2 separate regions of the Mus musculus genome follow, and region 2 is linked to region 1. A link is a contact called in public promoter capture Hi-C data. All regions are on one chromosome and are shown on one strand. The core of a region is the stretch at or near the end of the contact, and the rest is flanking DNA. Distances in the headings are between cores, read along the strand shown.

Region 1 (6,279 bases), core at 2,298-4,797:
ATAGTGTAAAGCTTCCCCCAGAGCTGTAAGAAGCTTCAGGGCTAGGACTATACTTGCTGTTACTGTTGCTATCTCTGGTCCTTGGGTACCTTGCACAGACCTCTTCCTCCATCCCCCAATATTGGGAATTGAGCCTAGGGCCTCATACTCTAGACAAGCATTCTTTCAATAAGCTATATCCCTGTCTTAGGGTTTCTATTGCTGTGAAGAGACCCCATGACCACCTCTTATAAAGGAAAACATTTAACTAGACTTTTACAGTTCAGAGGTGTAGTCCATTACTGTCCTAGCAGGAAACACGGTGGTGTGTGGGCAGATGTGGTAGAGAGGTAGCTGAGAGTTCTACATCTGGATCTGCATGCAGCAAGAAGAGACAATCACAATAGGCCTGACTTGAGTATCTGAGACCTCAAAGCCCATCTCCAGTGACACACTTCCTCCAACAATGCTACACCTATTACAACAAGGCCTAATAGTGCCAGTCCCTATGAGTCTATGGGACCATTTTTATTCAAATTACCACAATCCCTAACCCCCTTTTGACTTTTCTTATTAAGACAGTGTCTTACTAAATTACCTGGGCTGCCCTTAAGCTTAGTCTGTAGCTCAAACTGCAATCTTCCTGCCTTAGCCTCCCAAATAGCTGAGATTACAGTTCTGTGTGCTACTAGATCTGGGGAGTTTTAGGGCTCTTAGTTTAAAGGCGCTGTGATGGTTTGTATATTCTTGGACCAGGGAGTGGCACCATTTGGAGGTGTGGCCTTGTTGGAATAGGTGTGACCTGGTTGGAGTAGGTGTGTCACTGTGGGTGTGGGCATAAGATCCTCACCCTAGTTGCCTGGAAGTCAGTCTTCCACTAGCAGCCTTTGCATGAAGACATAGAACTCTCAGCTCTGCCTGTGCCATGCCTGCCTGGATACTGCCATGCTCCCACCTTGATGATAATGGACTGAACCTCTGAACCTGTAAGCTAGCCCCAGCTAAATATTGTTTTTTATAAGACTTGCCTTGGTCATGGTGTCTGTTCACAGCTGTAAAACTGTAACAAAGACAGGCACACATTAGAATTTGTAAGTGCACTTTCGCTCATCACTGTGCACTGAGGTCCAGTCAGAGGAAATGGAAGAAAGGATAAGGTTGAATTCTTCAGTATTGTAGAAGCCCCATTCTTTCCCAAGGATTTCTCTATGTAAGGGAGGAAAGAGACAAGGGCACCGTGCCAACCCCAAGGTAAATATCAGCTACAAGTGGAGATTAATTTCTTTTGATCTTTGCAGTTCTAGCAATGTTTTATGTGCAGGTGTGTGGGACCTGTGAGATGGCTCATCAGGTGAAGGCTTTTGCCATTAAACCTAAAGACAGAAGCTCAATTTCTAGAACCCACATGGTAGAAATAGAGAACTGACTCCAACAACTTGTACTTACACACACAAATAAATGTAAAAAAAATACATATTTATGTTTTACTCTAAAACAGGCTCATGGTGTATTGAGTATTTTTTTCAGGCTTCTGAGGGTGGGCAGTGTATATATCTAGTCTTTATTTGTGTCCCTGAATTTTACTTGCATCATCTAGAAGAGGTTCCCAAAGTTACTATACTTTTCATTTCAATTGTATAAGTTTCTACGTTTTCTTTTTGCTCACATTTTACTGTCCAAGTTAGCTGTTTATCTCCATGCATTGCTACTTTTGACTCACAGAAAACTCTTTTCATAAACATTTACATGGACTCAAAATGCTGATTTTGCTGAGTTCATATCAGTTATCTGGGACTTGCTATTATATAGTCATATGATAAAGTAGTTTGTCCTCTGGCTTCTATACTATAGGTAGAGCTGAAAGTTATAGGTGAAGAAATGGGTAAGCTGATTGAGTCAAGGAAAGGAAATCACAATCAAAAGTCTAAACAATTGTGTAAAAAAAAAAAGAAGATCAGAACAGCAAAAGAAGTTGCTCACTATAGCCAGGCTTGGTGGTGCACACTCATAGTCTGGTCACACAAGAGGCTCAGATGGGAGGATCATGAGTTTAAGGACAATCTGGGTTGAATTGTGAGTTCCAAGCCATCCTGGGACAACTTTCCGAGATCTTGTTTCAAAACAAACTAATGGAAAACCAAACCAAAACAAAAAAAGGTTTACTAATTGTAATGGAAAACTTGGAATCATTTTATTATAGCTTTAAACTGAGACAGCCACTAATTACGTCCTTTGCATAACAGCCTCACAAGATGGAAGGTCACATGTTACACATTGGCACAGAGCACCTAGATTCAAAACGTGGTCCAAGAATGTTTGACAGGCTTTGGAAGTTTGTTGGTTTATTTATTCCCAGACTTTTCTCATTTTAGAGAGCATTTTTTTTAACAGATCTTTTGCCTGATATGCACATCTGCACTCAGGTGATCCAAGAATGCCTCATCAGAAAACTGTGTCTTTAGAAGGTGAATGTCATCTCAGATGATGGGGGCCAGGCTTTTGACCTGAAAGAGGAAGATGGAGAGATTGCCTCATTTTGTGTTACTCCTCAGATCTCTACCTCATATGACTTGGCTTGTCCACAGCCTGCCTGGGAAGGCAGCAATCTTTCCTTTCTTAATCCAGTTCTTTTGTCCAGAGAAGCACCTTACCCACAGGAAGTATTGACTGGGCATTTGTCAGTGATCCTGAAAACTGTTTCTGTTGTAGGAGGCAGTGCAAGTATTGATTAAACACTCGGCTGATGTCAATGCAAGGGACAAGAATTGGCAGACCCCCCTCCATGTGGCAGCAGCCAATAAGGCCGTCAAGTGTGCAGAAGTGATCATTCCACTACTGAGCAGTGTCAATGTCTCCGACAGAGGCGGGCGCACAGCCTTGCACCACGCCGCTCTGAATGGACACATGGAGGTGAGTGTTCTCAGCATTGGGAACTGGGCCACACTACTCAGACCCTATTAGCCACAGATGGAACCACTTTTGAGACTTTATGTGAATGTGAGAATAAGAGAGGTATGTTGCTTGGGCAGTTATATCCATTTTCAAATCAGACCATAATGAGTTGAAACAGTAGATTGTCATTTCAGTCTTCTCCTTTGACATGAGCAGTGTAGCCTGTCTTGCTAGCCTGTCTACCTGGTATGAATCCTTGAGCTGCTGTTAGGCTTGATGCTAATTTGGTTTAGATCACCTGAAAGCAACAAGGAGCTGTCCTCATTAGAGGGAACACCAGAATTCATTGTTTGTTATCTTTCAGATGGTCAATTTACTCTTGGCCAAAGGGGCAAACATCAATGCATTTGACAAGAAGGACCGACGAGCTCTCCACTGGGCAGCATACATGGGTGAGTGCTCTGTGTGTGGAAAGCAAAGTGCCAGGGTCTTTGCTACCGTAATGGTAGGGTAAGGGCCTACTGTGCACAAAACCCTGGTTTTCATTCCCAACATATCATACAACAATTAAAGACCACAAGCAGATGACCTTGGCTACATATGCCATGGGCCTCTTGTTGACCATGTAGGACAAATCTGACTTAAGTGTTGGCTTTCACTTGAATGAAGATTTGGCCTGTTTTCCTGGCATCTGTAAAGTGCTCTACTTGGACAGTTGCCTTGTCAGAGGTTTATTTATCCCAAAACAGGGGGAGGATGACTCATGGCCTGGACCTCTCTGAACATTCTTCACTCTGGATTGGAAACTACAAACATTTCTTGTATGTTAGTTTGTTATGGCATCAAATAAAGTGTTTAGGAAAGAAAGCAGGCTGATTAACAAAGCAAGGACACTATGCTCCTTATCTTTGTGCTTCTAATTATTTTTGGAAAAGACAAAGGGAAGGAAGAGAGGGCAGCTTCCTCTGTATATGGAAGTGGAAGATCCTAGTAGCTCAGGCTTCTGCTGTGCTGGCACAAGTGGAAGCCCACAGACTTCCCTCTGTCCACTTCACTCAGCTAGAGTTGAAAAGATTGCATCTCTGTTTTGTCCTTTCCTTTCGATCCGTTGCAAAGACCTTGGATAAATGATAGTCCTCAGAGTTTATCCTCAATGCAGATATGAGAGGTGAATAACTAAGATCCTTCTGTGTGTTTCTGATTGGAGAAAAACCTGCAGTTAAAAAAAAAGATAGGGTTCTATCAGACTTAGATGCACACAAGCTGATATCCATCTATGGGCTATTGTTCTGCCAAATCCCAGAAGCTCCACACAATGGGACACAGAAGGGAGTACAGCAATGGTGGCCATGGGAATTTATAAACATCATGTGGCACACTAAAGGGAGATGCATCATAAAGAACTATATTTAATACAATGATATGTATAATATTTTCTATTGCTGTGGAAGATTCTATACAGGGAAGGGAAATTTGGAAAAAAAATACTGAAATCGTAGATGGTATCTCCAAGAATTAGTGATTATTTTTTATTTTGTTTTGTTTTGAGCATTTTTGCTTGTTTGAGTCAGTTTCATACGCATACATATCTGTTATCATCATTTCACAAATTATCATTACTTGTAGGATGGAAGGGAGTAGATTGGGGTGAGAACAAAATAAATCCCACAGCTACGGGTTTCTGAATGAATTCTTAGACTTACAGACGCCAAGAATCTTTAAATTTTGTACGAATTAACTCTGTGTAGGAAAAGACCTTAGACTGATCCTCCTTCCCCTCAAGTGCTGGAATTCCAGGTGTGTGCCTCCGTGCCCGCTCCTTCTTTCGTTCTTGAATAGCACAGACCTTTGAGTAGGCTAAAACCAATTACATCTTCGCATACAATGTACATGGAATGACTCAAAGAACCTGTGAGGGTCTAGCTTATGCTTTGCTGATGTGTGGTTAAAATATTTTTATGACGCAAAGAAGTCAAATCATTATTGCTCATGCCATCAGGTTATAAATAGGGTGACTTACAATCCTTAGGAGACAGGGGATAAAAGCTGGGGCAGGTAGCTTGAGTCGGCACCACGTAACTGAAAATATTTTTCTATATAAAAGATTTTGTAGATAAAGAATTAGATTTTGATAAAGCAAGCTATACCTCTTCCCCCCACCCCCTCAGCCTCCCATACAAACCGTAGGTCTTGGAACCAGTATTTGTCTCCTGCTCTTCAATTAGCTGCAACATTTATAGCAATGAACTTAAGCTTTAAACGATCTTCAATTATAAAATAAAGGCCAAACACATGTGCCATAGTGAACTAGGGAACAGATCTCAAATGCCCACAAAAGCCGAGATTTAGAAGGTTTTCTATTTAGTGAATGATTTAGGGGAGTTAAAACATGGAAACATAAAAAAATTGCCTTTTAATGGATTAAAACCCAACAAGGCAATGGTAATTTCAGATTAAACAGTAGTCTGTAAGTATTCTGATTTTTTTTTAAACTGGTTTTCTAAACTAAAATTTTACTGGTCGGCTTTTTTGGTGAGGATGGTAATTGTTTTCATTTTAACACAACCCTTGTTGCTCTTACTGTGTCTGTTTTGTTGTCTAGCTGGTCTGGAATTCATTCTGTATCCCATGCTGTGTCTTAATTTGTAACTTGCTTGCCTTTTCACCCAAATGCTGGGATTCTGGGATTACACACTCAATACCAATACAACTTTTAAAAGGTGGTGCTACTAATATATTGTCAAACAGCCACCACCTTTGCTACATCTCATTCGAGTCTTAGTTATGAGTCATCTTTTTTCTTCCCATGAGATTTATATAATGTCCAGTACATATTAGGTACTCAATAAATGCTCATTGATTATTTTCAATGAGGCAGCTTCCCCCTCTCCTCCCGACTCCCAGATCAGGAAATACTGGTGGTAAAACCAGCTAAGAATGATCTTTTTTTGTGTGGTGAGTTGTCGCATTGTCTTATAAAATTTAACTATGGTCTTGCTGCTTTATTTGTCAAGGTCACCTGGACGTTGTGGCGCTGCTCATTAACCATGGTGCAGAAGTTACCTGCAAGGATAAGAAGGGCTACACCCCGCTGCACGCTGCAGCCTCCAATGGGCAGATCAGTGTTGTCAAACATCTCCTGAACCTGGGGGTGGAGGTAAGCTCTGATGGCTGTATCGCGGTGGGTTCACGTCTTTCTGTCTGGGTTTTCTTCTGCTCTGAAGTGAAATCCTGTTTGCATTTTTATTCAAGTGGAGAAAAACTTATTTCCTTGGTTCATGTATTTATTAGTTTATGTGAGCTGATAGAGTGTGATAGGGACAAATAGCAGGAAACCAGAAACAGACTATAGACATAGAGAAGTATACAAATGTTTATATTTCATTCTTTTCCTTTTTTCTTTTTGGT
Region 2 (6,279 bases), core at 1,360-3,859, 130 kb before region 1:
TTTAACACCCATGGCCTTGATCAGTGCTGGTCTTGTTTACTACTATGTCCAAGAGGAAGACCTTGGGGCTCATTCTCCATCCTCTGCCTCCTTAGACACCGTGAGCAGTCATGTCTTGTCGTTGGTCTCCCACACCATTCACTGCTTTTACAAACCATTCTCTCTTTTTAAAATTATGTAGTTTGAACCTTGCTGGGGCTTCCGAGAGGCTGCACTCTGGCCTCTGCTGCATCCTCATCCTTGGGGCTTAGCCTCGCCATGGCTCTATTCCTAGTCCTTTACTTCTCCATTGGAGTGACAGCGCCGTCTTCACACTCCTGGGACATGTGGAAATGAGGATCATTCTGGTTATCAGAGTGATTAGCAGCTGCTGCCAGCAATTAAGGGGTGGAGCTAGAGATGGCAAATGCCATGCGTGGGGAAGTGTTTTGCATATGGAAGTGTTCTACCAGAATGCAGGTCCTGTTGATCAACAGGATCGTGCTGTGCCTTTGTGCCTGTCCTGCCCTTTGCCCAAGATGCCCTATCTTTACCTTCTCTGAAAAACTCTTACATATTTAAATTCCAGCTTAGAAAAACTGCTACATTATCTCTGAAGCCTCTTATCACTCCCCCAAACCCCCATTTTCCATGCCAAAATCAACATTATATGAATGTGACTTGAGTGTGTGTTTCCTGCAGAAGGGATGGCCTTATTCAGCTTTGCGTTCCTGCAAGAAGCACGGAGCTGCAGGCAGTTGTAAGGTAAATAGGATGGAATGGCTCTAATCACGGAAAGGACTGATCCTTCAGCTGTGTGGTTCTTGGATTCGTTTACTTGTCAGGTTTGAATTGCCTTTCCCTTCCTCCCTTCTCCTTCCTATTTCTCTACCTCTTCTTTCTCAATTGCAGCCTTTCTAATTTTGGCATGTGCTTCCTCATTACTACAGATTGGCTATCTTCCATAACTACAATCATCTGCAGTTCCTTGAGGCATTTAAGAATTAAAATAGATCTTGGCCATCTTTGCTACGAGGTGTGATTGCAGTAGTTACAAATCCTGTTTCCAAGGCAACAGCTTTCTGCTTAGGAGTAGCATGCTTTTTGTAGCTAATCTCCATTAAGAGAGAGGAGTTTTATGGCTTACATCTCCATATTCAAACTTTGTCTGCTCTATTGCTTATAAAAGGCCAGTTTACATGGGACTAGGGCAGGGATAAAAACATCTCTATACTTGCAGTTTAAAAGCCTTGCTGAACATGTTAAGCATACAGAGGTTGAGGACACACAGTAAGTACATGTATGTGTTCATGAACATACCATGTAAATAGAACCCTAGATACAAAAATGACAGAGCACCAGCATTTGAAAGCTCAATGGTTATTAGTGTCAATACTGGATGTTTCCCAACATGTATTTCTTATTTTATCTAAGATTCAATTTTTATGTTTCTTTGTGTGTATGTTTGTGCAAGAGTCTTGTAAAAGTTACAAGAGGACATATGATCCCCTGGAACTTGACTTATAGGTGGTTGTGAGCCACCCTGTGGATGCTGGGAACTGAGTGAACCCAGGTTCTCTGCCAGAGCTGTGAGTTGTGAGTCGATTCAGTGAAGGAGATGATTTCTAAGGCTCCTGAAAACTGGCTCTGTGGATATCATGCACCCTCAGAAGGATCTAGGGAAGCTCCACTTCTCTTGGCTGTTTCCCTTTCCTTTAAAAAGGAAGTAGGAGGCATGGTTTGATTCTGCAGGTAGGGAGAAAGTAGACGGGAAAGGTGTGGTGACTAGCCTTTGTGCATACAGAGGGTTAGTGATACCCTTTTGTCTGTTTATTTTGTATTGCTGGGGACTGAACCTCTGAACCCAGGGCCTTGCCTATGCCAGGCAAACTCTTCTACCCCTGAGTCATGCACTCAGCATCAAGTGATTCTCCTAACTGCCCCACAGGAAGATTCCTCTCTTCCAACCATGTTCAAAAGCCCGGGACTGTCATTCAGTTTGTGTAGGGGTGGAGGGAAAGCCCAAGTTTTAGAATATAAAATGGTTAAAAACTGCAGAGCTTTAAAGTTTGTTTAATCAGTCCTTATCCTTGGCTTCCTTAGTCAGGTAGAGTTGAGCTTGGCTTGTATGTCAGTGGCTTAACTGGCTCTTTTAAAGATGAGATTTCAACTGTAATTTTCCATTCTCCCGTGCCCTCTGGCATCTTTGTAGAATGCTCTTAGCTGTTATTTGAGGCCTTCCAAGAATTATCAAAATGAAACGGCTCCTTCAGCTTTAATGCCAGTGCTTAGCCAGACGGACTGGGGAGGATGGCGCTTTGTGGGGGTTGCCCTTCACGTGTACCAGTGTCTCCCTGAACTTAGGCTTGAGCACAGCATGCACGCACGGTGCCAGCAGTGGCCAGAAGAGGACATTGACTCCACTGCAATGAAACTACAGATGGTTGAGAGCTGCTGTGTAGGTGCTGAGAATTAAATCTAAGTCCTCTTAACCACTGTGCTGTTTCTACATGAGGTGCCACGGTGGAGAATTCTTTAGATGGCCACCTCAGGTTGGTCCCCTTCGTACTCAGCTGCAAAGCCCTTATAAGCTTCCTCTACCCGCCTAGCAGTTGTTTCTTCTGCTTAGAGAGCTATCATTTGGTTTCCTCCTGAAGATCATTTCTATATAGGGATAGGTCGTGTGCTCTACATTTAGTATACAGTAAAATACTTTACTGTTGGATTTAATTTGTGAAAAACGGAGGTGATTCAAATTGGCTTCTGTTGTTATCTGCTCATTGCCAAAGGGTTGAAATAACAGCTTTCTTTTGGTCTGTGTTGTTAATCCATGGAAAGTCATACTCTCCCAAGTAATAAAGGGAAGTGACAGCCAGCCATTGTGTGTGTGTGTGGCAACATTTATTATGCTACATTCATAAATGGTCTGTATTACAATATTCTTTACATATGAGAAACCCTACACTTAGGACTTAAGAATCACAAAGCAAACACCCAATCACCTTTATTATACAAGGCAGAGGCAGCTTAAAGAAATAAATGAAAAGGGCAACCTGAGCTTTCAGTTTTAAAATGCTTTCACTAATGACGCTTGCTTGCGTTTCTGTGGGTGCAATAGGAGGAAACCGCCTGGCTCGTGGAGCATGTTAACGAGGCGGTTTGCTCTTGTTTGGATTGGGGCTGGTGTGTGCTGAATTCCGTGGGTGGCTCACTGGGCCTTCTCAGTGTGCCTAAGATATTTTGGCTGCTGACTCTTGTCATTTTTGTCGGGGAGCCAGCTGTCCTTTTATTCTGTAAGTGGTGATGATGGTTACTGCAAAATGGCTTTGGTGTCTTTTAAAGCAAATTGTGATTTTCTTTTTTCTTTTTCCTTGAGACAAGGACCCATGTGTTCTAAGCTGGCCTAGAACTTACTGTGTATCTAAGACTGACTCTGAATTTCGGATCCTCTTGCCTCTATTATGGGCTCACACCCTCAAGCCCTGTTTATTTAATGCTGGATATCCAGGGCCTCCTGTGTTCGAGGCAGCACTTTACCCTGAGCTAAATCCCCATCCCAAATAGTGAAGGCACTGAGGAGCCTTGTATTAGTCAGGGTTCTCTAGAGTCACAGAACTTATGGATAGTCTCTAGATAATAAAGGAATTTATTGATGACTTACAGTCGGCAGCTCAATTCCCAACAATCGTTCAGTCACAGCTGTGAATGGAAGTCCAAGGATCTAGCAGTTACTCAGTCTCACGCAGCAAGCAGGCGAAGGAGCAGGAGCAAGAGCTAGACTCCCTTCTTCCAATGTCCTTATATTGTCTCCAGCAAAAGGTGTAGCCCAGATTAAAGGTGTGTTCCACCACACCTTTAATCCCAGATGAAAGGCATAGCCCAGATTAAAGGTGTGTTCCTTAACTCGGAGATTCAATCTTCTGGAATCCATAGCCACTATGGCTCAAGATCTTCAAACCAAGATCCAGATAAGGATCTCCAAGCCTCCAGATAAGGGTCACTGGTGAGCCTTCCAATTCCGAATTGTAGTTCATTCCAAATATTGTCAAGTTGACAACCAGGAATAGCCACTACAATCCACCCCTTGTCAACTTGACACAAATAATATCTCATGTTCACATGAAACAATAACAAGGTTGTAAATACGCCTAACATGATATAACTATCCCTCGTACAATCGCAAACGCATTAGTAAATTTACAATGGGCATTCATATTACTTTATAATCCTCGTTTCTGCAACTGGTTACGTGGCCTTAATTGGTATTTATAACTACCTTCCTCTACTACCCATTCTGTATTTCCTTCACCTTCAGCCAGCACCTCAGCAGGTCTTGGCTCTTTTCCTGGAGGATTGACCCATACCTTCATTCCTGATGGGTCTGCGTCCTTTGTCATCCTGCTTGGATTAGGCTGTTGTAGTTTCCCATTGACTTTAATCACAGGACATGGTAGTACTAAGAGACGCCCTAAGGGATCTCCTGCACTCCAGACATAATCTTGCTTACCACCATTGTGAAGAGGTAATCCAATTTCCCCATGGTAATCTGGATCTATCACCCCTCCTAACACTGTTATTCCTTTTTTAGCCTGTTGGTTTAAGGGCATTAGAAGCCCAAAATGACCAGGGGGAAGTCTGAGCTTCCAGTTCAATGAAATGTTTGTTGTAGCTCCTGGTAGGAGCACTCCCCTCTCTGGAGCCAAAACTTCTAAGCCAGCAGAACCTAGAGTTATGGGGACAGGAAGCAAAAATTTTCCTAGAGGGTCACTAGGAGTGATAGTAAGTGGAACTATTCCGTTTTCCACCCCTTGATTCCTGGACCCATGAATCCTGGCTATGGGTGAAACTGTACCATATATCGAGCGCTGATTCAAAGCATATACTGCCTTCTGAAGAACTCTGCCCCAACCTTCCAAGCTGTTACCACCTAATTGGCACTGTAACTGCGTCTTCAAAAGGCCATTCCATCTTTCTATCAGACCAGCTGCTTCAGGATGATGGGGAATGTGGTAAGACCAGTGAATTCCATGATCGTGAGCCCACTGTCGTACTTCTCTGGCTGTGAAATGAGTTCCTTGGTCAGAAGCAATACTGTGTGGAATACCATGACGATAGATGAGGCATTCTGTCAGTCCGTGAATGGTGGTTTTAGCAGAGGCATTACGTGCAGGAAAGGCAAATCCATAACCAGAATAAGTATCTACTCCAGTAAGAACAAAACGCTGTCCTTTCCACGAAGGAAGTGGTCCAATGTAGTCAACCTGCCACCAGGTTGCTGGCTGGTCACCTCGAGGAATGGTGCCATATCTGGGGCTCAGTGTTGGTTTCTGCTGTTGGCAGATCTGGCAATCAGCAGCAGCAGTAGCCAGGTCAGCTTTGGTGAGTGGAAGCCCGTGTTGCTGAGCCCAAGCATAACCTCCATCTCGACCACCATGACCACTTTGTTCATGTGCCCATTGAGCAATGACAGGGATGGCTGGGGAGAGAGGCTGACTGTCCACAGAACGGGTCATCTTATCCACTTGATTATTGAACTCCTCCTCGGCTGAAGTCACCTTTTGGTGAGCATTTACATGGGACACAAATATCTTCACATCCTTTGCCCATTTGGAGAGATCTATCCACATACTTCTTCCCCAGATGTCTTTCTCACCAATTTTCCAATTGTGATCTTTCCAAGTCCCTGACCATCCAGCCAATCCATTGGCTACAGCCCATGAGTCAGTGAATAATCGTACATCTGGCCACTTCTTCTTACAAACAAACTGTAATACCATGTGTACTGCCCGAAGTTCTGCCCACTGTGAAGATTTCCCTTCACCTGTGTCTTTCAAGGTTGTCCCAGAAAGGGGTTGTAATGCTGCAGCTGTCCACTTCTGGGTGGTACCTGCATAACGTGCAGAGCCATCAGTAAACCAGGCTCTAGTCTTCTCCTCTTCGGTCAGTTGATCATAGGGAACACCCCATGAGGCTATAGGTGCATGCTTGGCAGCAGATGGCATTGTAACAGGAGTAGAAACCATAGGCATTTGAGCAACTTCTTCATGTAACTTGCTTGTGCCTTCAGGACCTGCTCTGGCCCGATCACGTATATACCACTTCCATTTGATAATAGACTGCTGCTGTGCGCGTCCCACTTTATGACTTGCAGGGTCTGATAGTACCCAGCTCATGATGGGTAGTTCAGGTCGCATAGTAACTTGGTGTCCTATTGTCAAACGTTCAGTTTCCACTAAGGCCCAATAGCAGGCCAAGAGCTGTTTTTCAAAGGGAGAATAGTTGTCTGCAGATGATGGTAGA

The links. Capture Hi-C pulls out chosen DNA fragments and counts their contacts.
Region 2: a promoter capture Hi-C map of adipose tissue shows a contact between it and region 1. The contact joins two enhancer-like sites. A contact is called at or near these places in 7 of 39 promoter capture datasets (the 3T3-L1 cell line, 3T3-L1-derived adipocytes, the HPC-7 cell line and 3 more), 2 of 484 Hi-C or Micro-C datasets (the AML12 cell line and nephron progenitors), 4 of 115 datasets of contacts at active chromatin or transcription factors (the HPC-7 cell line, acute myeloid leukemia, bone marrow-derived macrophages and 1 more) and 3 of 9 other capture datasets (adipose tissue, liver and pancreatic islet).

What each region holds. Positions count from the first base shown.
Region 1 is chr1:54,763,394-54,769,672 of GRCm38.p6, reverse strand. It overlaps Ankrd44 (ankyrin repeat domain 44), which reads left to right. Exons shown (of 28, transcript NM_001081433.3): 5 at 2,689-2,889; 6 at 3,236-3,323; 7 at 5,886-6,028. It overlaps 4930444A19Rik (a long non-coding RNA gene), which reads right to left. Exons shown (of 4, transcript XR_003948660.1): 4 at 3,319-4,084. Among named protein-coding and RNA genes, the nearest start is that of 4930444A19Rik, 85 kb to the right of the region's middle. Within about 2 kb of position 3,547, at least 34 of the 459 cell types and tissues checked have an H3K27ac peak or open chromatin away from gene starts, as enhancers often do. A contact at or near this core is called in adipose tissue and bone marrow-derived macrophages, where this site is marked.
Region 2 is chr1:54,893,496-54,899,774 of GRCm38.p6, reverse strand. All of the region lies in intron 1 of Ankrd44 (ankyrin repeat domain 44), which reads left to right. Among named protein-coding and RNA genes, the nearest start is that of Ankrd44, 30 kb to the left of the region's middle. Within about 2 kb of position 2,609, at least 121 of the 459 cell types and tissues checked have an H3K27ac peak or open chromatin away from gene starts, as enhancers often do. A contact at or near this core is called in adipose tissue and bone marrow-derived macrophages, where this site is marked.